Linked DNA regions of Mus musculus: regions 1, 2, 3, 5 and 6 are each linked to region 4. The links are chromatin contacts, called in public Hi-C, HiChIP or PLAC-seq and promoter capture Hi-C maps. All regions are on one chromosome and are shown on one strand. The core of a region is the stretch at or near the end of the contact, and the rest is flanking DNA. Distances in the headings are between cores, read along the strand shown.

Region 1 (4,286 bases), core at 295-2,794, 1.2 Mb before region 4:
TTATATATGAATAAAGGATTTGGCTAATGAAGAATACTGTGTGACTAGAAGCTTTGGTAGTCATGGGCAAGAATTTAATTGGCAGGATGTATTTTCTTAGGCACACAGCTACATCACAGTTCTTAGCATCCTCTGGAGCTGGGTGTGGCCCAGGATGCAGCCAAAGGATGTGATAGATGATGCCATTTTTGAGTTTATCTGTTCCTCTGACCTAGGATAGGCTCCATAGGAGGCTGGAGCCATTAGGTAGACAAAACATGGAATCCTGGTACCCATATGGAAGAAGAGTATTTTCTTGGTACTGCAATGTAAATGGAAAAAAAAATGATTGAAGGGGTCTGTTTGCTATTGCAATTTCGTTTACTAGGACATTGTACAGCAGTTAAGAGATCTGGAAGTCCGAGCAAGCCCACTCACCTAGTAGGGAAGCAAGTATTTGCTATGCAACATGAGAATCAGCTTCAAATATCTCCCAGCCATCAGTCAGCAGCCTCCATTTTGCATGTTTAGAGGACCGTGACAAGCGTTGGTTCCATCGTGACCCATGGTCTGTGCCACAGATATACTTTCAAGTCAAGTGATACAAACTGGATTAGCACTTCTTACACAAGGACATCAGGGGTCCTTGCTTCTGCCTGAAGTTTACAAATTCCTTCATCTAGGCATCGCAAGCTTTCTAAATGACCCACACCACAACCGATGTTTTATCTTTGAAAACAATGTGGAATTGGTGACTCCACAGAAGTGTGTGGCTAGCTTTTCTGGTGACTCAAACATAAAGTCTTCAAAACATATCTGGAGGATTTATATGATATTAAAATCTTTCAGATGATGAGCACACCCATATCTTTCTATTCAGAAGACAGATGGGAGAAAAATGCAGTTTGGGGCAGTTACTCCAGTGCTCCTGCTTCCCTCCTCCCCTCCCTCCCTCCCTCCCTCCCTCCCTCCCATGCTTTCTTTTCCTTTCTCCCCTGCTCTCTTATTCATGAATCCACTTTATTATCTGCAAATACTAAGGGCTGTATTTTATTATACATTTCTTGGCCTTCTAGCTGCACTATATTAAGCTCTGTGGACTCAGACTTGTGTGTTGTCCTATAAGCCCGTGTCCCTGGGCCCTGACTCTTTCCCTCTTTCTTATCCCAGGTCTTTCTTTTTCTCTTACTATCATTTAACACTTACTAGCTCCACACACACAGCGCTATTCTCCATGCAAACAGCCGCACTGTGCCATACTGGCCAGGAGAGGGCATCAGGAGACCACAAGCCAGGTAAACCTTAGCATTGTGGTCGGATTTTTCCTTCCCTTTGGGAGCAGGAAACCCGACGATAGACAATAACAGGTTCTGGATGGTAATGTATGTTCCTAGTTCCCCGATTCTTTATGCCAGCAATGACGTTTTGGGTAGCAATTGAAACAGTAAGTTGTCTTTTCTTGATATGACCTCCAGCCGATCGCAACCGGGTCCAATCTCCCCGCGCAGCTACTGTACTGGTCTTCCCTAGTGTTAGGCACTTGCTGGAATAAACTGTGCGGGGAATTTCCAAATCCTAAGAAACCGCCACACCACAAGCTCACTTCCGGACTCTTATCATCTGGCCTATCCTGAATACATCTAACCCATTTCAACGCAAGCTAGAAAAAGTATGAAAGCCCTTCAGTAAGATGTCCTCAAAAATCCCTCGCTGTACCCAAAACGCATCTTTCATATTTGTTCTTCAGGAGCTTTGCGGGTTTGAGTGGGCGTCAGGGTGCAACCTCTGCAGCCCGCTGCAGTCCTGCTGGGTACAGGCCAGTTATTTACCGTCTCCAAACAGGCCTTTTACTGTGAGAAAATCGTGAGAAGGAGGAAAAGGGGAAATCATTTGGGCCAATTATCTCTGGCCGCTGTGGAAAATCAGAGACTATAGCGGCCACAGCCAGAAACAATATTTTTCTCCTGGGGCAGATTCTCTGCTAGAGTCAGAGTCATCAACTCCTGCAAACATGGCCCGAGTAACCAAGCACTTTATAGTCAGCCAAGATACGGCAAGCCATAAATTTAGAAGCCCAGGACTGTCCAGGGAAGCAGGGACTTAGGTTTTTTAGTACATCTCACACTAATTGCATAAACAGAGGCTCAAAGGCTCCAGATCAGAAGCCTGTGGAATCTTGTTCTCTAGTCTAGGCCATTTTCTCCCTCATCTCCTACTGCCCACTGAAGGGATCTCTCTAGAGGGCTGCTATCTTTTTAAGATGATGCAAGGATACAACTGTAGATTTTTTTTTTAAGATTTATTTTATTTATATGAGCACATTGTAGCTGTTTTCAGACACACCAGAAGAGGGCATCAGATCTCTTTACAGATGGTTGTGAGCCACCGTGTGGTTGCTGGGAATTGAACTCAGGACCTTTGGAAGAGCAGTTGGTGCTCTTAACCACTAAGCCATCTCTCCAGCCACCCCCCTTCAAAAAAAACCCCAAAACAAACTGTAGATTTTAATCTGGATGTGTGTGTGTGTATGTGTTAGTGTACAAGAGGCAAATATGTTTTTTAGAAAGAAGGCTATGTGTGATCTTCTACCAAGAGAGGGCGCCCTCTGAGTGAGAATTTTGCTGTTTAGCCTTTTTTATTATTATTTATTATTTTTTTTTAATGTCAGGAAACAAAATAAGCCAACTTTAACTAGATCGCTGGGTTCTAACTATACAAACTCGGGTTTGGAAACCTTGGGTCTATCCTAAGAAAATATTTGGCCCAGTAGAGCTGGCAAAACTAGGCTATGCCCACTTGGCCCCAGAAAACTGGCTCCCTCCCTCCCGTGTCACCAGTTTCCCAGCTTGCTTCGGTTGTCCTTTCTTCCTCCTCTGAAAAGCTCCTGGCCACAGTTCTGAATCCTAAATGGTTCCCTTCGCGGTTCAGCTTCCTGGCCTCTGAATCTCAGAACCCTGCACAGCCCAGGACTAGAGCACACACAAACTGTTATTCTAGGGTGCCTTGCTGTCTGGACTGTGGAGGCCTCAGACAGTAATTACTCACTCTACCCTCATTCCCAGCCTCAGGTCAGGCCCAGCAGACCTGCGACAAGGGTTTGTCACACTGGCGTGTTCACAAATCAGTCCCATCGTTTGACCATTATGGAGGTGTTGTCACAAGTGGTTGAGATTATCCCAGAGAGTCTAAAATCTATAGCTCTGTTGATTTGAGTTTCTCTGCTGAGGTGCTGGGGCAGGGGAGGAGTGGGGGAGGCGATTACTTTGCATGCCAAGGACTGTATCTGAGTTTTGGACAAAGAATAGGACATGTAGGTGTGAATTCCTCTTCTGGCACAAATATCTTGGCTGAGCCACCCCGACTCTCCTATCGTCTTTATTTCCTCTCCTGTGTTGAGAAAACCTTCAGGAGAGGTTGCTCACGGGCGCTATTTAGTCTGAAGATAAAAAGAGGATGTGGGTTGAGGCATTATCAGCCTCTTCAGGCTTCTCCTGACTGCAGTACCAAGAAACGCCCATTGGAGGGCGAGAGTGAGCAGAGTACTGTTCCTTTGGAAAAGCCATCTCCCACCCCCAATTTGCTCAACAATTCATAACTCATTTACTGGGTTTTAAAAAACACTTTGGATTGAGTTGGGGAGATGGCTCAAAAATTTGGTAAAGTTCTTGTCACATAAGCACGAGGACCCACATCAGATTCCCAGCATCCACGTAACTAAAGAGCCGTGCGCAGCAATTTGTGCCTGTTAATCCAGAGCTGGGAAGACAGAGACAGCAGGATCCCTAGCCAGGAGCTTGCTGACCAGTCAGGCTGTATGGATCAATGAGCTTTTAGCTCAGTGAGAGATGCTGCCTAGGAAAATTAAGATGGAGGATATTGAGCAAGATACCTGAAGACAAGCTCTGAACTCTTCATACAGGAACACGCATATCCACTCACATGCTTTTCCCGTGAAATAAGTTAGCCTGTGTGGACACAGCTCCTCTAGACAAATGCATCTTCTTCACTTATTGCTTTGTCTGGACCCCATTAACTACCTCGTTGAGCCAACTGAGAGCATTGCCAGGAAGACCTTAGGGGTTCCTTCTCGGGGGATGAGGTGTTGAAGTTACATCTTACCTTCTACCTGAAACCGGAGCTCTGCCCGGAAGCCTTGGGGAGGAAGGAGAAACAAAAAGTTTTCTCGGAAACCAACAATGCTTTGCGATTCGCCCTCCAATCAGGATCTCCAAATTTCACTAGGCTTTGACAAAAAGGCAATGGATACATTTCATATACGGCTGGGGAACAGAGACTACCCGTGGCAG
Region 2 (4,214 bases), core at 1,455-3,954, 1.0 Mb after region 4:
TGGATTAAAAAAGGACCTTGGAGCTGGGCATAATGTTGAACACCTTTAAACCTAGCACTTGGGAGGCAGAGGCAGAGAGATCATATGAGTTTGAGGCCAGCCTGGTCTACATAGTGAGTTCCAGGACAGCCAGAGCTACATAGTGAGACTTTGTCTTTAAAAAAGGAGGGAGCTGGAGAGCTAAGAGCACTGGCTGCTCTTTTAGAGGAACTTGGTTCAATTCCCAGCACCCACATGGTATCTTCAACCATATCTAACTCCACTTCCAGGAATCCGACATCCATGGGGACCAAGGCAAAACATACACGAAATAATAAAGAGACAACATAGGAAAAATATATTTTAAAAAGGACTACAGTTAGTAAGTTTAGGAAATGCTGTTATGATTTAGGCAGAGAGCCAAGTCCCTCTATACTTTTATGTTACTGTTAGGTAACACCGAAGTCTAACGGCTAAGGTGGTAAGCACTTGGAACAAGCTGGGTTTGAATGTTGCAGATGACAAAGCTGGGTGACTTTAGGCAAGCCCCTGAACTACACTAACAACTACTCATCCAGAGGGGGACAGTAATACATTCACTTCAAAACAGTTTAGTGTGGTGGAATAGAATGCATTACACTGGAAGCAGTTAGTACCTGGTACAGAGTAAGGGCTTCATAAAGGTTAACTGTTATCTAGACATGAGCCATAGTGTTTGGGGTTCAAACTCAGGGCCTGGAGCATGCTGGGCAAGCATGCACTCTTCCATCGAGTTACAGCCCCAGTCTCAAACTTACACACACACACACACACACACACACACCACTCTAATACCCAAATTTCTGAAGAGCCTTAAGTCTTAGTCTATCTTTTGTTATCTGAGAGTTTTATCTCCTAATTCTTATCCCATTATATTCCACACTGGGAATATTCTATCTCTCATCTACTCTGGGCAAGAGGAGTAGGGAGAACACAGTAGGGACATAAAAATTCATAGTCACTGTTGTGTGCCCTTGAAAAAGATCATTTGAGTGTTGGCTTGTATCAAGACACATCAGGAAGGAAGCAAGTAGAGTGTGTGCTTCCACTTGTTCCCTCCGTTAGATGTCCTTGGGCAATGGACATCTTGTATACAATCTTATATCGTAGTTGTGACCTTCAGATCTTAGAAGCTAATGAAGGCTGGGGAAAGAGGATATTAGCTCTTTCTCCAAGAACTTCCTAAGAGTTTTCTCCACAAGAACTCTACAATCTGTCCTCTCACCCCTCCCCACATGTGCCCCACCCCTCATTCATTAACACAGGCTGACATCAGAATACCCCCTGGATGAAGGGATACCCCAGGCCTAGCTTGGCTGAGTCCCTTACTGGAAAAAGACAGAGCTATGGAATGGAGAAGCCTGAGGGGACAGTTTTCCAAGTTGTCCTGGACACATAATGAACACTAAATTATGATACTCCCAAACAGGGCAGGCTAAGGCCAGGACTAGTCTGACTTCTCATGGTTTAGGTGAGGGGAGAGAAAGAGGTGAACACAGGAGCTATGCTAGGCAATTTCCTAACGTCCACCGAGGCCAGAATATTTGACCTCCCACTGAAGATTTTAGATAGCCCCTTTGTGAATGAAAGCTTAGGAAGAAAAATCCCGATGTTTTTTCTGTAACACCACACACACACACACACACACACACACACACACACACACACACACACACACACACACACCAATGTTTGCTTCCTGAACTTTAAAGGCTGCCATCCATGTGTGGTCTAAAGGAGCTGACCTGGCAAGGGGTCTGAATCTGTGTTTGTCTACACTTTGTTTTTTGTCTTGTTGAGACAGGGTTTCTCTGTGTAGCCCTGGCTGTCCTGGAACTCACTCTGTAGACCGGGCTGCTGTCTCAGAGATCTGCCTGCCTCAGTCTTCCAAGTGCTGAGATTAAAGGAGTGTGACACCTCCCCCCAGTGTGTTGTCTATATTTGAGGGCTATGGGTGAAGTCGTTTTTTAAAAGATACCTCACAGCTCATACAGGAGTCCCCGAGAAATGGTTCGCACCTCTATCCCCCAAAGGCCATACCCGAACGGTAGAGGCTGTACCTCCGGTATTTTTGATGATAGTGTACTTAGGGTTCCAGCTATGGATAGGCAGAAAGGTCTCAAGATTCGTGAACAAAGGTTGAGTTAGAAGCAAAAGCGAATGTGAAAGCAGGGGCGCGGGGGGGGGGGGGTCTTGAGGACTGTTGCCTTTATTTCACCATGGGGCTTGACAGTTCTCTCAAGTGTCGCCAGCCTAGGGAAATGAATTTTCCTCTGTCCCTGGTGATTTCTAATACCCTATCCTGCCTCTTTCCAAAGTTGGGACCCTTCTCTCCTGAGTCTGAAATCTCCATCCCTCCATTCTTTTTTCCTTGGCACTGGACTCTCCACGCCTCTCTCCCTTTTCCTTTCTGGGCGGAATGTATTCCTCCCGAGTCAGGCCTCTCCGGGCCTGGGCAGACAGGGTATGCGTCCTCTTTTCTCCTCCTAAGGCCACGGCTCCCTCCCCCCACCTTCTCCAGCTCCCCTTCCCCACCCCCTCCTCCGCCCCGAGGCATTGTGGGACGAAACAAGATGTGGAGCGAGAGCGGCGCGGGGAGAAGCCCGCAGTGCGGGGCCGGGCGGGCGCAGCCAATGGGGAGCGCGGACGGCGGCGCGCGCGGCAGGGGGGCGGGGGCGGGGCTCTATTTCAGGGCCGCGCGTCGGCCGCGCTCAGCGGCGGAGCGGAGCGGACGGCGAGGTATCAGCCGAGACAGGCGGTCGGCCGGGTGGCACGAGGCGGAGCGCGGGCGTCCGGGGAAGCTCGGAGGGCGACCAGCAGTGCGAGCGCTCGGCCCCGGGGCTGCGGGAGCAGGGGGATACCGCGGCGGCAGCGGCTGCTGCTGCAGGACGAGCCCAGGGGACACCGCCCCTGCTCGAGCTTTGCTTCAGCCCAGCGCTGCTCCCCAGGGGCCTGTGCGGACTCGCCTGCGTGACGGTGAGCTGGGGCCCCGGGGGGCAGCCCTCGCTCGACTCGGCCCAGGCTCTGGAGACCCTCGTGCCCTGGCTGGAGGCCCCGCAGCCCCGGGGAGGGGAGCCAGCCGTGGTGCACGGAGGCCTCTCCGGTCCGGGGAGCGCGGGCAGCCAGTGCGGGTTCGGGCTCGACGCGGCTCCTCCCGCCGCCACCCTTCGGGGCGTCCTTCCTGCAGCGAGGTCGCCGGGTCACTCCGGCGCCTCTCCAGGCCTGGCGGGGGAGGGCGGAGGACCGGCTTGCGGCCTGCGGATCCGGAGGGCGGCGGGGAGGTGGATGCTTTCTCATTTCCCAGGTGCTGCCCTTCGGGGGTCCCTGCCCGCTAGAGGAAAAGATGGTGGGGGCGGTGTTTTGGGACGAGGGGTTACGGTCCCTTTGGAAATCCGAAACGAGGCAATAACGTTTGTACGTGTTAAAGAATGGTGCAGGGCGGTCCGTGTCATTTGGAGGCTTAGCCCCCCCCCCCTTTTTTTTCTTTTTTTGTCGCAAGACCAGGGACAGAGGTTGAGAACTGTCCTGGAGTGCTCCTTTTGCGTTTTTCACAGGAGCTCCTGGCTCGTGACTCAGGAAGCTGGCTTGGGGCCCTTTGGCCATCCTTTTATCTGGAGGCCCAGCTCCGCCCCCTCCCCCCACCTCCCTAGGAAAGGATCGCTGGGCGTCTGGCTCCCTAGCCTTTTCTCACTGGTACCTTGGATAGGGGTTGCCAGGGCTGGGCCTCACCTTTCTGCGACGCCTGAGGGGCCAAGGGTGAAGAATCGTGGCATTGTAGTCACAAGACCAGCATTATGTAATCGTAGGCTCTCTCTGTTAGAGAGTAAGATAGCTTTTAATTACTGTGACAAAGTTGATCCTTCGGACTTTGGGGAGGAGGCGGTGAAGCAGGTGAGCTTTTTTGGCAAAATGGTGCCAGTTTCATACTTCGTTGTCTGTAGCCAGGCTCCACCCCCAACCTCTGGATTTGTAAACACTGCCCCCTTCTGAGTGGGAACCTGGAATAGGCCACCAGGTGACATTGTTTTTTTTTTTTTTTTTTTCTTCTAGAAAGGTCTCATCACATCAGCCTTTTTCTCTTCCCAAGCCTCGTGGAGGTTGTTCCTTTTCTCTCATTTCAGCCATTATTTTTTAAACATGATTGGCTGCCCAAGGTCACAGAGCTAGTCGGCCTTGAATAGGCATCACTCGACCTT
Region 3 (3,883 bases), core at 495-2,994, 1.6 Mb before region 4:
TCACAGTTAATGAGGCCCTGACTTTCTTCCTCTTGTCTGGCTACCCTGCCCGCCAACTACCCTAAAGTAGCAAAAGAGTAATTTGTGTCTGACGTTTCCCCATCACCATTATTTCCTCATTAGAGGTAGAGGTGGTGTTACTTCCAAGGTGTACACACTGCTGCCTGAGGTTATCACAATTCTCACTGCCAGATAATTCACCTTTCTTACACCAGAAAAACAAAAAGCCGAATGAGGCTAAAGGAAGATGCAAAAAAAAAAAAAAAAAAAAAAAAACCCTACCATATTAATATTTTATTATCTTTCTTTCACTTGTTACACACGTTACTTAGCTTTTTCAATTTCTCTCAATATTGTCAAATTAAACTTTAATCCTAAAAGAGAAATCATAAATTTGACCTTAGTTAACAGGTAAGGATATGATTCTGTTTCAGAGACTCAGTTTTAAGATGAACTATTTTTTTTTTCATAAAGGATTTAAATCCGCTGAAGAAAAAGCAAGTTAAGTGTTCCGTCTTTCAATAACAAAACAATTCCTTATATATTCTAGGGACATGTTATTGAAGTTTCTCAAGTTTGGTGTTTAAACTAAAAGGTAGAAAACAGAAAAATAATGTCCTGGGCTCAAGCCTATATTACTGAGTCTGTCACAGTTTTCCTGGGTTACATTTTAATTTGCTCATGAAGAGGGACCATTCTATGGCTTCCCTTATTTATTTATTTCCTTCTCTAAAACTCGTTGATTCCACAAGTAACAGGGCATTCTTTTGGAAATATCGGTGCTTAACGTGGAACTTGATTTTAGGGTTTTTTTCCTTTTTTTTTTTTTTTAAACCTCAGGCTAACCCAGCCTAGCCTGATGATGCTAAACTAGCCTAGGCTGATGATGCTAACCTAGAATGAGGAAAGCTTGAACACAGGAGTGTCAATTCCATTTCTGTGGGTCTCGGCACCACTGTATACTATTAGCATTTTAGGTTGGACAACTATCTGGGGCAGGGGAGGTGTCCTGTGAACCTCCAGGTATGCGACAGCCGCTCTAACTCACCAAGTGTCAGCGGTACCTTCTCCCCGCGCTTCACAGAATGGCTGTGCTGATAGCCCTTTGAAGGGTGGCACCAGCTCCATCATTACCGGAACCGGCTTCCACTTGCAAGGTTTTTTAGTGACCTTGGGCACGTCCTTCCCGGTCTGGATCCGAGGCGACGCCCCCCTCCCCCCTCCGGCGGGTGACCTCGGCCTCCCCGGCAGGGGGATGGCTCAGGTGGGATCCGTGCCGCGCTTCGTCCCCTCCCTTACCTGGCAGTAGAGCCGATAGAGGGGCACCGCGGCGTAGGAGGCCCCCAGCATGCCCACGGCGGCCGCGGCCACGTAGGTGAGCACCGTCTTGTTCCGCCGCCGCCACTCGTCCTCCTGCGCGCGCTGGAAAGGGTTGCTGCTCCTCGGCCGCCGTGGCGGCTGCGTCGCGGGCCCCCGGACCCCGCACGGGCGCTTCCATGTCCCGAGGCGTCTCAGACCCCGCTCCGCGCCTCCGAGCCCATCCCACCCGGGCCTAAGCACCAGCTCTGCGTTCACCACAGTCCGCCCTGACCACCCGGGCTGCCTCCAGCCCCGGCCACACGAAGCCACCAACCTCCATCCCGGACACCAGAGCCCTCCCATAACCCCCCGGAAAGAATGCCCGCCTGGCGGGGCCGCTGGCGAGATCTCGCGAGACCTCGCGAGTCTCGCGGTACCCGGCTTGAGCCTCCGCTGCTGCCTTGACTACCAGATTCCACAGTTAGCAGTGGCGCTACGGAGGCCGGGTGGCCCGAAGAGGGTAAGTTCGCGTTTTCTTGCTAAGTGACTGTGCCTCGCACTTTTGTTTCCTTGGGATGCTTCTTTAGTTTACTTTGCAGAAAATGCATTTGGGCCTTCGGCGTGCAAGCTCCTCACTGGGGCTTGTATCCCCATCTCCCCAAACTTCGCCAGCCTTTGTCTCGACCTAGCGGCCCCCAGCGGCAGCTCTGCCGCGGGGCTCTCACTTGGGGTTCGCTCAGCCCCGTTGCTTTCCGCCGCTGACTGAGCGCAGGCAAACCAACGTCCCTCTTTCTGGAACACTTAGTATGAGAACCGCCTTTCTCTCCAACACCCCGACCTGTGCATCTTCTCAGCCCCATGGGCAGATGTCTCCCACTGCGCTCATCACCCCTCTGCTGTTTACCCAGCAAAACCATTAGGTCAGACAGCCGCCGAAAAAACCAAGTTTGTTCAGAATAGAGGGACCAGGACAGGAGGGCCTTTAAAGGAGGGACTGAAGGAATAAAGACGTGCATCTTGCAGGCACAGACCCCTGGGAAATACGCTAAAGCTTTCTTCAGTTCTCTAAATGTTCCACAAACAAGGACCAATAAATATTAAATAGCACTGAGAGCAGATTCGGAGGTTAAGCATCAATGAATTTACACAAGTCTTGTCCTTGCATAAGTTTAATTTTAATATGACTTCTCCGTAACCTGATGGCCCTATTTCGTGAATGGAAATCACAGTAATTCAAGGAGGGTAAGAATATAATATGATTTTTGCCATTGCTTGAAGCATAGTAAGAATTTTATAAAAGTTAGGTCATTTCTTTTTCAAAATAATGGTTTGGTTTTATTAATTCTTTGAGGGTATTTTACTCTGTATTTGGGTCATATTCATCCCCTACTCCAGGCTCCTCCCAAAACTACCCCCCCCCCCACATTATTATTATCCAGAGTCCAGGCTGAAGGCGAACTAACTCATTGATGTGTTAGTCTGTGAGTGTGATCGGTGTGATCAATTGCACCATTAAAGAAAACTGACTTTCCTTCTTCCAGAAGCTGTAAGAAGCCAATAGCTCTCTCGTGCCCACCTTTCCACCTCCATAAGCTAGAGCTTATTTCTGATGGCCTCTGTGGGTCTAACTATCCCCACATTGTGGATTGGAACCGAAAACTGGAAGAGCTATCAGTCAATCAGCACGTATTCCTTGACTCTCACTGAGCCATACACCTTTTTAGTTTGCTGGGGACATTCCAAACTAAGTCAGGCACAATCACTTTTGTTATTGACTGCAGCCTCTACTGAAGGACTCAGAAAATAAATGTAAAATAAAGGAATTTCAACTAACAGTGTCTGCTATGAAACTAGCTGATGATGGCATGAAGTCATTGAGAGTGACAATGAGGAGGGTAAAAGAAGGTCTAAAGAGGTAAAAGAAGGTCTTCCTGGGGGTGACATTTGAGCCTACTCCCAAACTGTGAAAGAGCTACCCACGAGACAAAAATCTCACATCGTACACAAGTCCAGAGACAGAAATAAGTTGGATAGGATTGAATATCAACAAAGACAAACAACAACAAAAAAAACCAGGGTCCGTGTGGAGCGTGCAGAGCGAGCAGAGTTAACAGTGAAAGGAAATGGGGTCACAGCAGGTACAGACACCTGATACTACAGAGCTATTTCAGCCATGGCTAAGGGACAAAATGGGAGTGATCGGATATGATTTGATTCACACTGCAGGAAGAACATGATGTAAGTCACACGGTGAGAATGAGCAGGGCAAGGGGAAGCAGAAGTGAGGGGCATCTGCATGTTAGTGACAGTGGAGATGATGGCCTTGAAGAAGTAACTGAATAGTGGCCACAGCGCTGAGGGCTGTAGGCATCGTCTAGGACATCACTCTAGTAGGTGGTCACTGAAGTTACAGACTTCTCTTCTCCCATCTTGGTATGACAGTGTTTGGTCACCCTTTCCCTCTACATGTACTTTCATTCTGATACCAGATTGTCAACATTTTGCTCTCATTTTACTTTTCTTACTGCATAGACTCAAATTCCATATGAGGGGGCTGGAGAGGTGGCTCAGACCTTAAGAGCGT
Region 4 (3,822 bases), core at 15-2,514:
TGCTCTGGACTCAACAGATCTGTGGTCTACAGGGAAAAAGGAAACCAGAAGCTGTGACTCAAAGCAGCCTGGTTCCTGCTAAGCTAATTTCTCTGGGCCTGTTTTCCTGAACTAAACAGACACAGCCCTGAGCTGTGGAATGAACTAAACAGACACAGCCCTTTCGTGCTGCCAGGATCTGAAGGGGTTGGAGAGGTAACCCCCAGGGTTCCTGGTTAATATTCAAAACTACTGAACTCCACTGGACAAACACAGACTTGGGGCAGGCACTCTTACCTGTGCCTTCCGTTGTGCTCTATGTAAAATAGAACTAAGAGGGCTGGAGAAGGCAGGCGATAATGGATGAGCGGGAGGCTATATAAAATCTACTTGTTTGGTCTGTGGGGATGGCTTCCTACTGCCCAACTCCCAGACTGCGGCCCACGGAGCCTAAGGCCATGAGGTCTGTGAAGGAATGGGATCTCTGGCCCAGCAAAGCCTATCTCCTCTAGCAACCCACTGTACTACAGGGATACCCAGGATGGCCTCTCCACAATTCAGCTGATCCAAGCTGTCCTCTATACCCTCAACCAGCCACTCCCTACCTCCAGGTCGGCGCTGGCTTGACTTAGGGTCGTAGGGGAGCAGGTCTTGTGCTCTACCAAGCAGATATGGCAGATGCACTCGCCATGCTCGGGACAAAACAATTCCCGAAGGCGGTTGTGCTGGGTACATTTGCGGCGCAGAAGGTCACGAATGGGCGACTGTAGGGGGTGATCCTGGAAGGCCGGACTGTCGAAGTGAGGCCTCAAGTGCTCCTGGCAGAAAGAGGCCATGCACACGAGGCACGTCTTCACTGCGATCTCCGTCAGGCAGTGGTCGCAGGCCACCTGGGTGGCTGCGCTGGAGGCGGAGAAGCGGGCAGGAGGCGTCCAGTCGTCCACCGGGGTCCGCGCCTGCTCGGCCTGCAGGAACTGCTCCACCACCGCGCACATTACCGTGTTCTTTTGCAGCTGCGGGCGCACCTGGTACACTTTGCGACATTGCGGGCATCGGTACGGCGGGCCCTGGACGACCCACGTCTCATCCAGGCATGACATGCAGAAATTGTGGCCGCACGGAGTGGTGACAGGTTCCTTGAAGAGCTCCAGGCAGACGGAGCAGGACAGCTCCTCGGCCAGAGGATTCAGCTCCGCCATCGCGCTCGTGGGCTCACCCGACGTGACGCGCAGGGACAGCTGCGCACCCTACCGCGCGGTACTTAAGAAGCAGCGAGGAAGGAATCGAAACTGAACAGGAGGGGCGGCGCCCTGGGGCTTCAGGAAGTCACGTGGGTCCCTGGGGGCCGGACAGTGGGCGGGAGGCTTCCCTCCTGGTGCTGGAAGCCAAAGGTGATTATGGGACCTGGGGAACTCTGATGCTCTCCACACCCCGCGGACCCGAGCGACGCACGACCCAAGGGCTACCAGGTGCAGTTTCAGAGGCACTCTGCAGATGAATTGTCGCAGGGGCTGGAATATTCCCACCCTCCTGGTCGGGGCCTACGTCCTAGCACAGTGCAGCAGAGCTTTGGAGAACATTCATCTGTGTCCCCGAGGTGTCACCAATCATCCCTCCAGAACAGGACCGGTCTTATTAAAACTCAAAGCCAAACAGAACAAAATACTGTTGACCCAGAGCTTGGTGGCTCGTGCCCGTAATTTAGTCACTTAGGAGGCTGAGGCAACAGGATTGCCGTGAGTTCGATGTCAGACCGGGCTAGAGAGTTAGTGGCCGTCTCAACATCTAAAAATAGGGTTGGGGAGATGGCTGTACAACAGAATATGAGACCTAAACACAATTACTAAAACCCTGGTTAAGACTGCACAAAATTGACACCCCCCTCCCCCAATAACATACACATAATAATTTAAGGAAAAGAAAAGAAACAAAACACAATTCTATGGACTGTGGCTGTCTTCCCCTTCCCTTCCCGCTCCGTTCCCCCTCCCTTCCCCTTCCCTTCCCCCTCCCTTCCCCTTCCCTTCCCCCTCCCTTCCCCTTCCCTCCAGCTGTGCTGCCTTTGTATGCAGCTCCCTCTTCTTTCCTGATGGTGGGCTCTGACAAATCTCCTCCCAAGCCCTAAAGGCAGGACCCTATGGTCATCCATTCAGATCTGGTGTTCCTTTTATGGTAGATGATCTTTAAAACAACAACAACAAAACCTAATATTACAAAAGTTGGGTGTCACAACTTTTGCCCCAAGTCAGCTCCAGCCACCGGTCCTTAAGCCAATTAAATGAGCCTACTTAAAAGAGGAAAACAGAAAAAAGAGACCCAGCAAACCCCTCAAGTCCACCTTCCCCGTTCTGAAGTGAGAACAGAGTTAAAACAGAAGGCAAAAATATTTGTATCTAAGTGCCAGTCCAGACCTGGTCCAGCCTACCAGTGGCCCATCATTGTCTGGGATTCAATCTCATTTGGTAAGCTGTTCTGTCCCACAAGCTGTACTAACTGTGAAATCTTTTCCCAGGAGACAAATTCTCCCTCTGGTCTCTCCCAGCATGAGATTCCAAGGAAACTCCCATTTCTCTGGGGTTCACTGTTTCAATAATGTAACAGATTGAGACACAAGTGTCTCTTAAGAATTTCTTCATCTAAGCCAGATTGGTTATAATACTTTTAAATTGGGTGAGGTGGGACACACCTATTATCCCAGAACTCTCTCTGGGGAGACTGAAGCAGGAGGAACTCAAATTCAAGGCCAGCCTGGGCTACATAGAACCCACCCTACCCTCACTTAAGTAATAAGGGTCTGGGAATATAGCTTGGTGGTAAAGTCCTTTGCCTAGCAATTTTCAATACTGAAAAAAAAAAAAAGAGAAATTTTTACTCACTTGGGATTTGGGGACTCCCAAATTTAACAAATGTTTTCTCTCTTATATGTGCACATACAGTATTTTTTAAAAAAAGATTTATTTATATTATGTACATTGTAGCTGTCTTCAGACAAACCATAAGAGGGGTATTATATCCCATTACGGATGGTTGTGAGCCACCATGTGGTTGCTGGGAATTGAACTCAGGACCTCTGGAAGAGCAGTCAGTGCTCTTAACTGCTGAGTCATCTCTCCAGCCTTCACACACAATTTTTTTAAAAAGATTTATTTATTTATTATATGTAAGTACACTGTAGCTGTCCTCAGACACTCCAGAAGAGGGCGCCAGATCTCATTACGGATAGTTGTGAGCCACCATGTGGTTGCTGGGATTTGAACTTGGGACCTTCAGAAGAGCAGTTGGCGCTATTAACCACTGAGCCATCTCGACAGCCCCCTTCACACACAATATTGAAGCTTCAATTTTTTTTTTTCAAAATCATTCATTTAGGCTTACATTGTTTTTAGTTCTGTAAGGCAGTCCTGCAATCTGGGCTGAGTGCAGAACAGAAGGGTGGACAGGAGAATCCGAGTGTCTGATGGGAAATTCCACTGTGGGAAAGAAGCTCCTTGAGGGATTATGGGAGTTTACCTTGGATGACAATGTTAAGCAGCCAAAAGGACAAGGTAAATATCTCATAGTATCTAATAGCCATTGTTTATGAGGCACCTACTGTGTGCCAAACAAATGGAGAATATTACCAAGACACCTTTACGAAGCCCTAAGAGGGGCATCCTACATCCATTTTTATTGTGAAGGTCAGGATACTGTTACAAAGGAGCTGGGATGAGCTTGGGGCTGCCCAGCATAACATCCTAAGCGCTGGTTCCCCTAAGTTTCATCACATGGACTTCTGTTTCCACAAGACTTATCATCCCATCTATTCTGGTTCGTATTTTGGTGGTGGTAGTTGTCTGCATGGAA
Region 5 (4,184 bases), core at 1,158-3,657, 1.3 Mb before region 4:
TACAGCCTTCCTCATATAAATGGCAGAAGTCTGGAAGATGATCCAAAGCCACAGTAACCACCCAGGCTCCACCTTGAGTGGAACTGTAAGGTATTTTCTTATTTAGGCAGAGCTATAAACCATTGTCTAATGAACTGTTCCTCAACTGAGTACCAGCATGTATGTCAAGGAAAAGAACATATTAGTTCAGAGACAGTGTGTGCCTCCCGTATGATCTGCCCGCCCTGGACGCACACCAAAATGTTTCATGAAGACAAAAAGATGTGGAAGACAATTTTCAACCTTTTAATGTGTGAATCATAAAACTCAGGACTTTTCTGATATTACTTTGTATTTGCAGGCTGATTCTCAAGTTCAAATTGATGCTTATAAATAGTCTAGGCTATAATAGAGAAAGAGGTAATGAAGGGATTGCATCAATCAGAATCAAAGGAGACCCAGGGATCACCAAGAAAGACACAACTAACATTTGCAGAGCACAATAATATACACCTATAATATACACCTACTCAACAATTACATTCTGTGATACTCTGAAAGATAACCCCTGTGTATTCTAATGTTTGAATGGGTAAGACTCCAAAATAGGATGAAAGTGAATTCTGTCCATTAAAAAAGATTGCTCAATCAGCTGAGGTGGTTTTTATTTTTTCATTTTAGAGCTCTCTGAATGTTGGTACAATAAGCAAAAACAGACATTTTCCTTCTTTTTATAGAATTCAAAAGGATAGACTAGAAACCCAAACTCTTCGTCAAATAGGGAAGGGGTAATTTTGCAGAATATAGCTACTGGTCTCTGAAAGCAGGAAGCCCACAAAGACATGCAAAGGAAAGAATCAGACAAACAACCCACACGCACAGGACATGAGGTTCACACACGTTACAGAGTCTCTTAAATCCACTGTGGTTCTAAACGAGAAAGACCAAGGTTCCTTTCTGCCTTTGACATAGAGACGTAGTTCTCCTCCAACGATAGTGCCAGACTTCCAGCCACCAAGTAATAAGCAATATTCAGAAAGCAATCCAAATCTTCAAGCCGATCTCCCCCAATACTGAGCGCAAAGACCACCCTCATCCTGTGCATGTTGTGTTGGCTCTTTTACCCTTTGAGACTGGAAGAAATGAGATAAGCATTAATGAGTGAACAGGGGAAAGAAGGGAAAGGAAAACTAAATGGTGTGTTTACATTTTAAAATAAAAAGAAAGACCACTTCAAACTCAATAGCCTGCTCGGAAGATTTTAAGCATTTCTGCTTTTGAATTCTCTGGTACATCACACTAGGCTACCCTGTTGGTGGTGAAGGGCTGGGAATGGGTATGGCTGCCAGGCTCAGACAAAGGGATGGAGTTACCAGAAACCCCATGGGTGAACTTTCACCCACTTAGAAACATTAAAGCCCAGAGCTTTCTTTGGGAACAATAGGTCGGCAGCCTTCATCATTCCTTCCACGCAGGTAATCCACCCGGGAGAGAAGGGCCACACTATGTCCCTCAAGTCGGGCTACCCTACCACCTCTTTAGTGTAGAGCAGACAACCCGCCTTCCGGTGGCGCCTCCTCCGTTCTTTCTCCCTATTTCCTAAAACCAGGTTTCTCAAAGGCATGTCTCTCCACCTGAATGCTAACTTGCCCCTGCCAAAAAAAAATCCCCCAAATAGCACACCATTAGGTTCTTAGCCCGAGACACACAACCCCTCCGGACACCATCAGGAAAGCTGGACCTAGAGAAGCGTGCCTCAGTTTCCCTGTCTCTAGGGCCAACCACCGACAAAACACCTCAAAAAGCTCAGGCCAGACCTCCTACCCGCTGTAAGACAAACATCGCCACAGGGTGCTGCAGCAGCCTTAAGAGACCTCACGTTGGGGTTTGTATAAGGGTGGAGGCCCTGAGTGGAGTCGTGGGGAGGGGGCTCTGAGGCTGGAGTAGTCTGCTAGAAGCTAGCAGCAGCGGTGTCTGGATGGGGATCTCAAGGGCCAAGCTAGGTTTGCAAGCGGATGGAGGAGGCAAAGCAGATGCGGGGTCCCGGGGCACAGATCCCAAGCTGCCTGGAGGAAGGGGATCGCAGAACTGCGAGTCTTCCCGGGAGCCGGTCCTCGTCAGGGCTCGGGATCCCCCGGGACGGAGCACGTTCCCCGCAGAACTCTCACCGCTGGAATCGATTCCTGAACCGCATTGATCCACCGCTCCACCGCGGGGGCCGGGAGCTCCGTCTCTTTTGCACCGGCGGCAGGGCGCGCCGGCCTCATGGGCTTGAGCTGCTCCGAGGCCGCTGGCGTGCCAGGCGGGAGCCACGCAACTGGGCAGGGCCGGAGTGGGCCACACCGGGGGTCGGTCAGCACAGGGCCCGGGCCAGAGCAGGCGCCTGGGGGCGGGAGGGAGGCCGCTTAAACGGCCCCGGCGCCTCCCGCCTCCCGCCTCCCTGGCTCCTCCGCCCCCGGGTGCCTGGGCCCCGCCCCGGAGCCCGGCTCCGCCCCTGCCCGCTGCTCTCGCTGCGTGCGCCCGCAGCCACCTGCGCGTCACCGCGCCCAGTGGCCAATCAGTGTCCGGAGCGGCGCAGGGCTCCGCTGCCATTCATTTCCCTTGAAGCTCGGTAGGTGGGGCGGAACCTCAGAGCCGAGGGGTGTGGCTAGCCGAAAGGGGAGGAGCGCTGGGAGGGCGGTGCTCTGCATTAAAGCTTTGAGCGTGTGAGCTGCAACAGAGAGGAAGGAACAACGGTGTGTAGGAGATGGCCCACAATCTTAGAAGCAGCTGTGCCGGAAGTGGCAGCGAGCAAGAATCTATCTCTGCCTTCTAATCTTGGCCCCATATCGTTTATCCAGCCTTCATTCATTTCTGCGTCCTTCCTTTCATTTATTTCTTCACCTTTTACGCTGTGTAAAGACGGATTAGTAACACGGCTGTCCTATAAAGAAGAGATTGGAATTTCTCCAGGGGGATTCTTCTGGAGAGATCTTTTTACGTCCTCCATTTTATTTTCTATTTTTTAACCCAAGAAATTTCCAAGGAAAGAGTAGACTTGAATCGGCCCCTTTTGCTAAACCTCTGTAAAGCTAAAAGGACTTGCCAGAAGAGCAGATCCTAGGGAGAGAAGAGATAAGAGGTAGTGAATACACTCAGAAGAATACTGGAAAAAAGGAATTGACATGTGCAGGACCTGTCAGCATCACTCCTGAAATCCAGGTGTGCTCCCATCCAGGAAACCTGCCCACACACATCCCCCACTCCTCAAACTTCACCTTCTTGAGGGACTTAGGGCCAGCTTCGAAGCAGTATTTACTCTTTTTGAAACGAATGAAAGATGGGGGGATGCCGGGGAATGGTTTCACCCACCATTCTAGTGTCCTTCTCTTTAAGTGCCCCGGGGTGCTTTCCACAACAATTGCTTTGATCTTGGAAGGAATCCTTAGGTTCAAAATTATGTTACTCATTTCACAGGTATGGAGGCCAAGGCTTTGAAAGGTGGCACTGTTTACAATAGCCAAGTTATTATATTAGTGTAGGTGCCTACCAAAGGATGTAGAAAGAAAATGTGGTGTGTGTGTCTAGAGACAGCATGGAAAATTAGTCAGCCAGAAGGAAAAAAATGAAGACTCGGGAGTGATCTTTCCATTCCAAAGCTGCACACTTGGTTTAAAAGGACAATCGGCTCCAATAGAGGAGGACTGGATTGTTCTTCAGTGTGTGTGTGTGGGGGGGGGGGGGGTTACGAGTAACTACATTTCTGGGAACAGAGAAATGGATGGAACTAGATATCATCATATGAAATGAAATAAATAAACCAGGCTCAGAAATACAAATGTTAAATGTTTTCTCTCATATGTTAAATGTAGAGAAGTGGGGGTTGGGGAGTCATCAATGTAAAAGAGGATCAGGGAGTGAAAAAGAAACTTGCCCGATGCAAAACAGATTCCTACATAGCTTCCTCTAACACGAAGCACCAGATACCATCAGGTCAGTATGCCAACGGCCTCTCCCTAAGTTTTAAAACAGCACAATTCTTAAAACACACACCTGACTCCTTTTGCACTCACAGTAAAGCCTGACAACTAGCATAGCTTGAAAATCTACCAATTGACTACATGGCACTCCCCTTATAAACGATCAAGGGGCAGTAACAAAGGTACTAACTAAAAGATAACTGAAAATTAGCCACATGAAATGACAACCTAAGGGATAGGAACTGT
Region 6 (4,259 bases), core at 203-2,702, 1.0 Mb after region 4:
AAAAGCAGCACACATTCAGTGAAAAACCCTCATTCCTTAAGCCACATTTATCTCCCTTAAAGTGCCCTCATGGTTATATAGATGCATACTAGTTACTATTTATGCAACTGGTTATGAACACTGGACGTGCCAACACTTCCTAGTACCTGTGTACCTGAGGGCAAGGCTGTTATCTCCTAAAAGCTGAGATTAGGGGCACGCCCATCACACCTGGTCGTGCCTGGCTGGGTGTTGCCTCTGGGCTGTTTAAAGTTTGGATCAGGAGCTCAACCGTTCTGGCTGTTCTTCTAGAGGTCCTGAGTTCATTCCCAGCAACCTCTTGGTGGCTCATGACCTTCTGAAACGGGATCTGATGCCCTCTTCTGGCAGGTAGACAGAGCACACCTACATTTAAACAAAGAAAGGTTCAAAGTTTGAGTCAGGCCCCTATGGACAATCTTGGGTTTCTCACCTGTAAAGTGGAGATGGAAACCATTGCGTTGTGGAGTGACACGCAGGAGAAACTTTCACTCATTTTAGCAAATGTCCCGAGAGCACCTGCCCTGGGCCAGATTCGGTTTCCTGCTACTTCTTTTAAGACCCGGTTTCTAAGTAGGAATTGTAACGTTTGGACAGAACCCTAGACATTTGGGTTAACGTTTAGGTTTCCATCTGCAGTTGTGTGGGAGTTTGAATGAAAATGGCCCCAGAGGCTCCTAGGGACTCGTACTATTGAGAGGTGTGGCCTTGGTGGAGTAGGCGTGGCCTCCCTGGAGGAGGTGTGTTACTTGGGGGCGGGGGGGGGGCGGGGGAGGCGGGGGGGGGCGGGGGGGCTTTGAGATGTCAGAAGCTCCATCCAGTCTTAGTGGCTCACCATCTCTTCCCGTTGCCTACGGATCCAGATGTAGACCTCTCACCTCCTCCTCCTCCTCCTCCTCCTCGTCCTCCTCCTCCTCCTCCTCCTCCTCGTCCTCCTCCTCCTCCTCCTCCTCCTCCTCCTCCTCCTCCTCCTCCTCCTCCTCCTCCTCCTCCTCCTCCTCCTCCTCCTCCAGCACCGTGTCTGTCCGCATGCTGCCTGTCATGATGATAATGGACTAAACTTCCGAATTGGAACTGGAGTTACAGGTGGTCGTGAATTGCCTTATGTGAATGCTGAGAACTGAACTCTCATCCTCCGCCAGCCTTGACCACTGAGCCATCCCTCCAGCTCCTGAAAAAAAAAATGTTTTGGTCTCTGTGTGCCTTGTGGAAAGTAGCTTAGGCTTTTGGAAGGAAAGTTTTTACAGCAGCTAGCACTTTCTGACGTTTCTACCCGGAGAAGTTCTAGTTTCATATTTCGTAATGACTCCAATGTAAGGTTCTCGAAAACGAGGTCACATCCTCCGTTGTGTTTCGCTTTACCTAGCAAGCACCATTGTCCTGGGTATGCAAACCCTCAAACCCTCAAGCTTCAAAACGTGAATGTACTTGAATACCCGTGGAGAAGCAGCGCCATCTTCTGGTCTGAAGGAATACTGCAGCACAGAGCCGGAGAGGTTTGGTTGACCTGAGCCGCAGGTGGCAAGGCCATGCTGGAACCAGAACTCTTGTGTTAAAAACCACTCCCAGAGCCTGGAAAATTATGCTCTCCTGAACGCTCTGTTTTGGCTTTTAAACCACAGTCTTAAGCGGATGTGCAGCTAGGAAAAGCCATTTTGTCTAGGCTTTTGCAAGGGTGGAAATGTAACTTATTGAATGTGTTATTTGCTGAGCACTGCATCTGTATTTTTACTTTATGTGTGTGCATGTGGAGGTCAGAGGTTAACCTCTGGGGTTATCTTCAAGAAACGTCCACTGTGATTTTTTAAAAAGATGTACTTATTTTATTTATAGGAGTACACTGTAGTTGTCTTCAGATACACCAGAAGAGGTCATTGGATCCCATCACAGATGGTTGTGAGCCACCATGTGGTTTCTGGGAATTGAACTTAGGACCTCTGGAAGAGCAGTCAGTGCTCTTAACCACTGAGCCATCTCTACGGTCCGTCCACTGTGATTTTTGAGACAAGATCTTTCACTGGCCTGGAGCTCTCCTGACGAGGTTTGCCTGGTGCTGGGGTTACAAACCCAAGTCACCATGTCCCATTTTTTATTAACGTGGATCCTGAGGAGTGAACTCAGGTCCCCCCTTACTCACTTATCTGGTAACAGTCTGGTCCTTCCAGGCCTTGCTTTCATTAGGCAGGCTTGGAAGGATACTCACCCTCACTCTTATTTCTGGCTCTAGGCAGGAAATACGTGGCTATGGCTCTCTCGCCTTTCTCGGGCGTCAGATAGTTTTGTTACACACATGTACTGATCAATGTCCTGTTGAATACCAGAGCGGAGGCCCTGCACACCTCTGGGGCTTGCTCTCTACGTGGCACTCAGCTCTCCAGCAGTTGGCCACCTTGGTTGGTCCTCTGGCCTCTGTTTAACTCTCCAGAGCTCAGTAATCCTTGGCTTCCTTAGCTGCCCCTCATCCGCACCTAGGCAGGACGGTGGGACTCTCATTGTTTATTTTCCTGTCTCTCAGTTGTGGTCATCCGTTAGCCTTCCCCGCAGTGCCCAGATTCTTGCCTTGTTATTTTGATTGCTCGACAAGAAGATAAGGCTGTTGGCGACTCTTCATCTTGTGTGGAAGTCTGAACCTATCAACGGGATCTTACCGTATACCTTACACCAGCAGCTGTTCCCTCTGTTTCTGAGGTTGGCCTGAGGCGAGGGAGGTCTGCTGGGGAGGCACCAGTCTGCAGACTGCTGAGTTTGCTGGCTGTTGATTGGAGCGGCCTAGGTAACTGGGCCACGTGTCTCTCATCAGCTGGCGGACCAGCCTGGGCTTGCTTCTAGGAGCACGCACTCCTAAGAAGCCAGCTGTCATCGTTCTTCAAGGCTGTTCTAGAAACATTTTACTCTTTGCTAGTGCAAGCCACCACCTCAAGGGCAGGATGAGAAACAGACCAACGGTGGTGGGAGGAGCCTCTGTGATGGGAGGAGTCTCATAGTCATGCGGGACTGCACAGATGCCGGAAGGGGCGGGGATGTACAGCCAAGTTATCTTTTATAGACATTATCATTATTTTAATCCTTGCAGCAAACCAGGGTATAGATCTTGTCATTGATACTTTACAGACATTAAGAGCTCACAATGGGAGGCAGAGCCAGGTTTTGAACTAGGGTCTTCCTGCCTCTGCCCCGTCTCTAGCCGTTGTATCACATACTTGGTGTGCAGTGTGTGTAGTTCTGACTACAGGTAGATGTATTCAGCACCAGGAATAGACCATTCCCTACCGTGGTCCCCGTTGCAGGATGCTTACCACAGCTTTGAATTCTTCCTAACACTCCCACAGCCTCTCCAAGCAAACACAAGACCCTGTCCCTGGGGGTTCCTTCCCCTTAGGGCCTTTGGGGCTCAGGGACACTCTAAGGGAGGCATTTTGTGTAGAGAACCAGGTGCTGATCATCTGTGTCTCCAGCTAGCCTGTGCCTCAGGTGATAAGTCAGGCAATCCTCCCTCTCTGTGCCTGGATAGTTCCAGAAGCCTCAATGGCTCCCTGGTGTCCCCTCCAACTCCTCATATAGAATTTGTCATGTTTGACTAAACTGCTCTCTTTCCCATGGGCTTCTGCAGGGCCTCTCTCTGTCTCCCTCCCAGTTTCTCTCTCTCTCTGCCTCTGTCTCAGTCTCTGTCTGTCTGTTTCCTTTCTCTCATTTCCTGGCACACAGCTCTGTATCATCTCACTTAACCCACTTCCCCATGTGATTTCTCACCACCCAGACCCATTTCCTCCCTAATTTAATCAAGAGATTAAAGCCACACTGTTTTTCTCTTCTGAGTGTGGCTAATGAGCTGCCTCTGTCTCCAATCCTGATCTATCGTGGCCCCTCCCACCCTCTCTCGAGTGTCCATGCGTTGCCTGATCACTATTTTGTAGTTTTGTTTGACTCAAAACATCTAGAGCAAGCAGGCCCAGCTGGGGTCCAGTGAGGAGCCCAGAGAGACAGTGTAAGTGATCCACAGCCCAGGATTGCAGCTTTCCTGCAGAGGTCAAGGGCAGCCTGGTCTACATAGTGAGTTCCAGGCCAGCAGTGCTACGTACGTACCAAGACAGGGAGATCCTGTCTCAAAAGACTCCAAAGAAAAACAAACAGAAAGACAAAGTAAATGAGAGTTTCAGGAATCTGGGGGCCTGAAATCTTAGATCGAAGGATGACCTTGGACAGCAGAAAGTTCAGGCACTTTGGGAGATGAGTGTCTTTAG

What was found. Promoter capture Hi-C pulls out the DNA fragments that hold promoters and counts their contacts. A called contact is a pair of places that touch in the nucleus more often than the background predicts. HiChIP or PLAC-seq counts read pairs in DNA pulled down with a chosen protein or histone mark.
Region 1: a promoter capture Hi-C map of hippocampal neurons shows a contact between it and region 4, with 4 times the contacts expected there. The contact joins the enhancer-like site here to the promoter of Trim25 in region 4. A contact is called at or near these places in 2 of 39 promoter capture datasets (cranial neural crest and hippocampal neurons), 4 of 484 Hi-C or Micro-C datasets (cerebral cortex, cortical neurons and pro-B cells) and 1 of 115 datasets of contacts at active chromatin or transcription factors (stem cell-derived neural progenitor cells).
Region 2: a contact with region 4 is called in a promoter capture Hi-C map of pre-B cells. The contact joins the promoter of Dynll2 here to the promoter of Trim25 in region 4. A contact is called at or near these places in 5 of 39 promoter capture datasets (the 3T3-L1 cell line, cranial neural crest, liver and 1 more), 2 of 115 datasets of contacts at active chromatin or transcription factors (astrocytes and large pre-B cells) and 1 of 9 other capture datasets (embryonic stem cells).
Region 3: a contact with region 4 is called in an H3K4me3 HiChIP or PLAC-seq map of pro-B cells, with 8 times the contacts expected there. The contact joins the promoter of Stxbp4 here to the promoter of Trim25 in region 4. A contact is called at or near these places in 3 of 39 promoter capture datasets (the 3T3-L1 cell line, hippocampal neurons and pre-B cells) and 2 of 115 datasets of contacts at active chromatin or transcription factors (large pre-B cells and pro-B cells).
Region 5: a contact with region 4 is called in a promoter capture Hi-C map of liver, with 7 times the contacts expected there. The contact joins the promoter of Mmd here to the promoter of Trim25 in region 4. A contact is called at or near these places in 4 of 39 promoter capture datasets (the 3T3-L1 cell line, liver and pre-B cells) and 2 of 115 datasets of contacts at active chromatin or transcription factors (embryonic forebrain and large pre-B cells).
Region 6: a Hi-C map of B cells shows a contact between it and region 4, with 7 read pairs. The contact joins the enhancer-like site here to the promoter of Trim25 in region 4. A contact is called at or near these places in 3 of 39 promoter capture datasets (cranial neural crest, hippocampal neurons and pre-B cells) and 1 of 484 Hi-C or Micro-C datasets (B cells).

What each region holds. Positions count from the first base shown.
Region 1 is chr11:90,167,144-90,171,429 of GRCm38.p6, reverse strand. No RefSeq gene overlaps it. Among named protein-coding and RNA genes, the nearest start is that of Gm11494, 26 kb to the right of the region's middle. Within about 2 kb of position 1,544, at least 41 of the 459 cell types and tissues checked have an H3K27ac peak or open chromatin away from gene starts, as enhancers often do. A contact at or near this core is called in hippocampal neurons, where this site is marked.
Region 2 is chr11:87,986,023-87,990,236 of GRCm38.p6, reverse strand. It overlaps Dynll2 (dynein light chain LC8-type 2), which reads left to right and starts at 2,704. Exons shown (of 3, transcript NM_026556.4): 1 at 2,704-2,994.
Region 3 is chr11:90,635,969-90,639,851 of GRCm38.p6, reverse strand. Stxbp4 (syntaxin binding protein 4) reads left to right here and starts at 1,744. Exons shown (of 18, transcript NM_011505.2): 1 at 1,744-1,819. Cox11 (cytochrome c oxidase assembly protein 11, copper chaperone) reads right to left here and starts at 1,668. Exons shown (of 4, transcript NM_199008.2): 1 at 1,300-1,668. The coding sequence starts at 1,662.
Region 4 is chr11:88,996,845-89,000,666 of GRCm38.p6, reverse strand. It overlaps Trim25 (tripartite motif-containing 25), which reads right to left and starts at 1,264. Exons shown (of 9, transcript NM_009546.2): 1 at 585-1,264. The coding sequence starts at 1,178. It overlaps Gm11496 (a long non-coding RNA gene), which reads left to right and starts at 1,231. Exons shown (of 3, transcript XR_388949.3): 1 at 1,231-1,448.
Region 5 is chr11:90,247,699-90,251,882 of GRCm38.p6, reverse strand. It overlaps Mmd (monocyte to macrophage differentiation-associated), which reads right to left and starts at 2,407. Exons shown (of 7, transcript NM_026178.2): 1 at 2,148-2,407. The coding sequence starts at 2,173.
Region 6 is chr11:87,965,029-87,969,287 of GRCm38.p6, reverse strand. No RefSeq gene overlaps it. Among named protein-coding and RNA genes, the nearest start is that of Dynll2, 20 kb to the left of the region's middle. RefSeq lists an enhancer at 2,683-3,727. Within about 2 kb of position 1,452, at least 83 of the 459 cell types and tissues checked have an H3K27ac peak or open chromatin away from gene starts, as enhancers often do. A contact at or near this core is called in B cells, where this site is marked.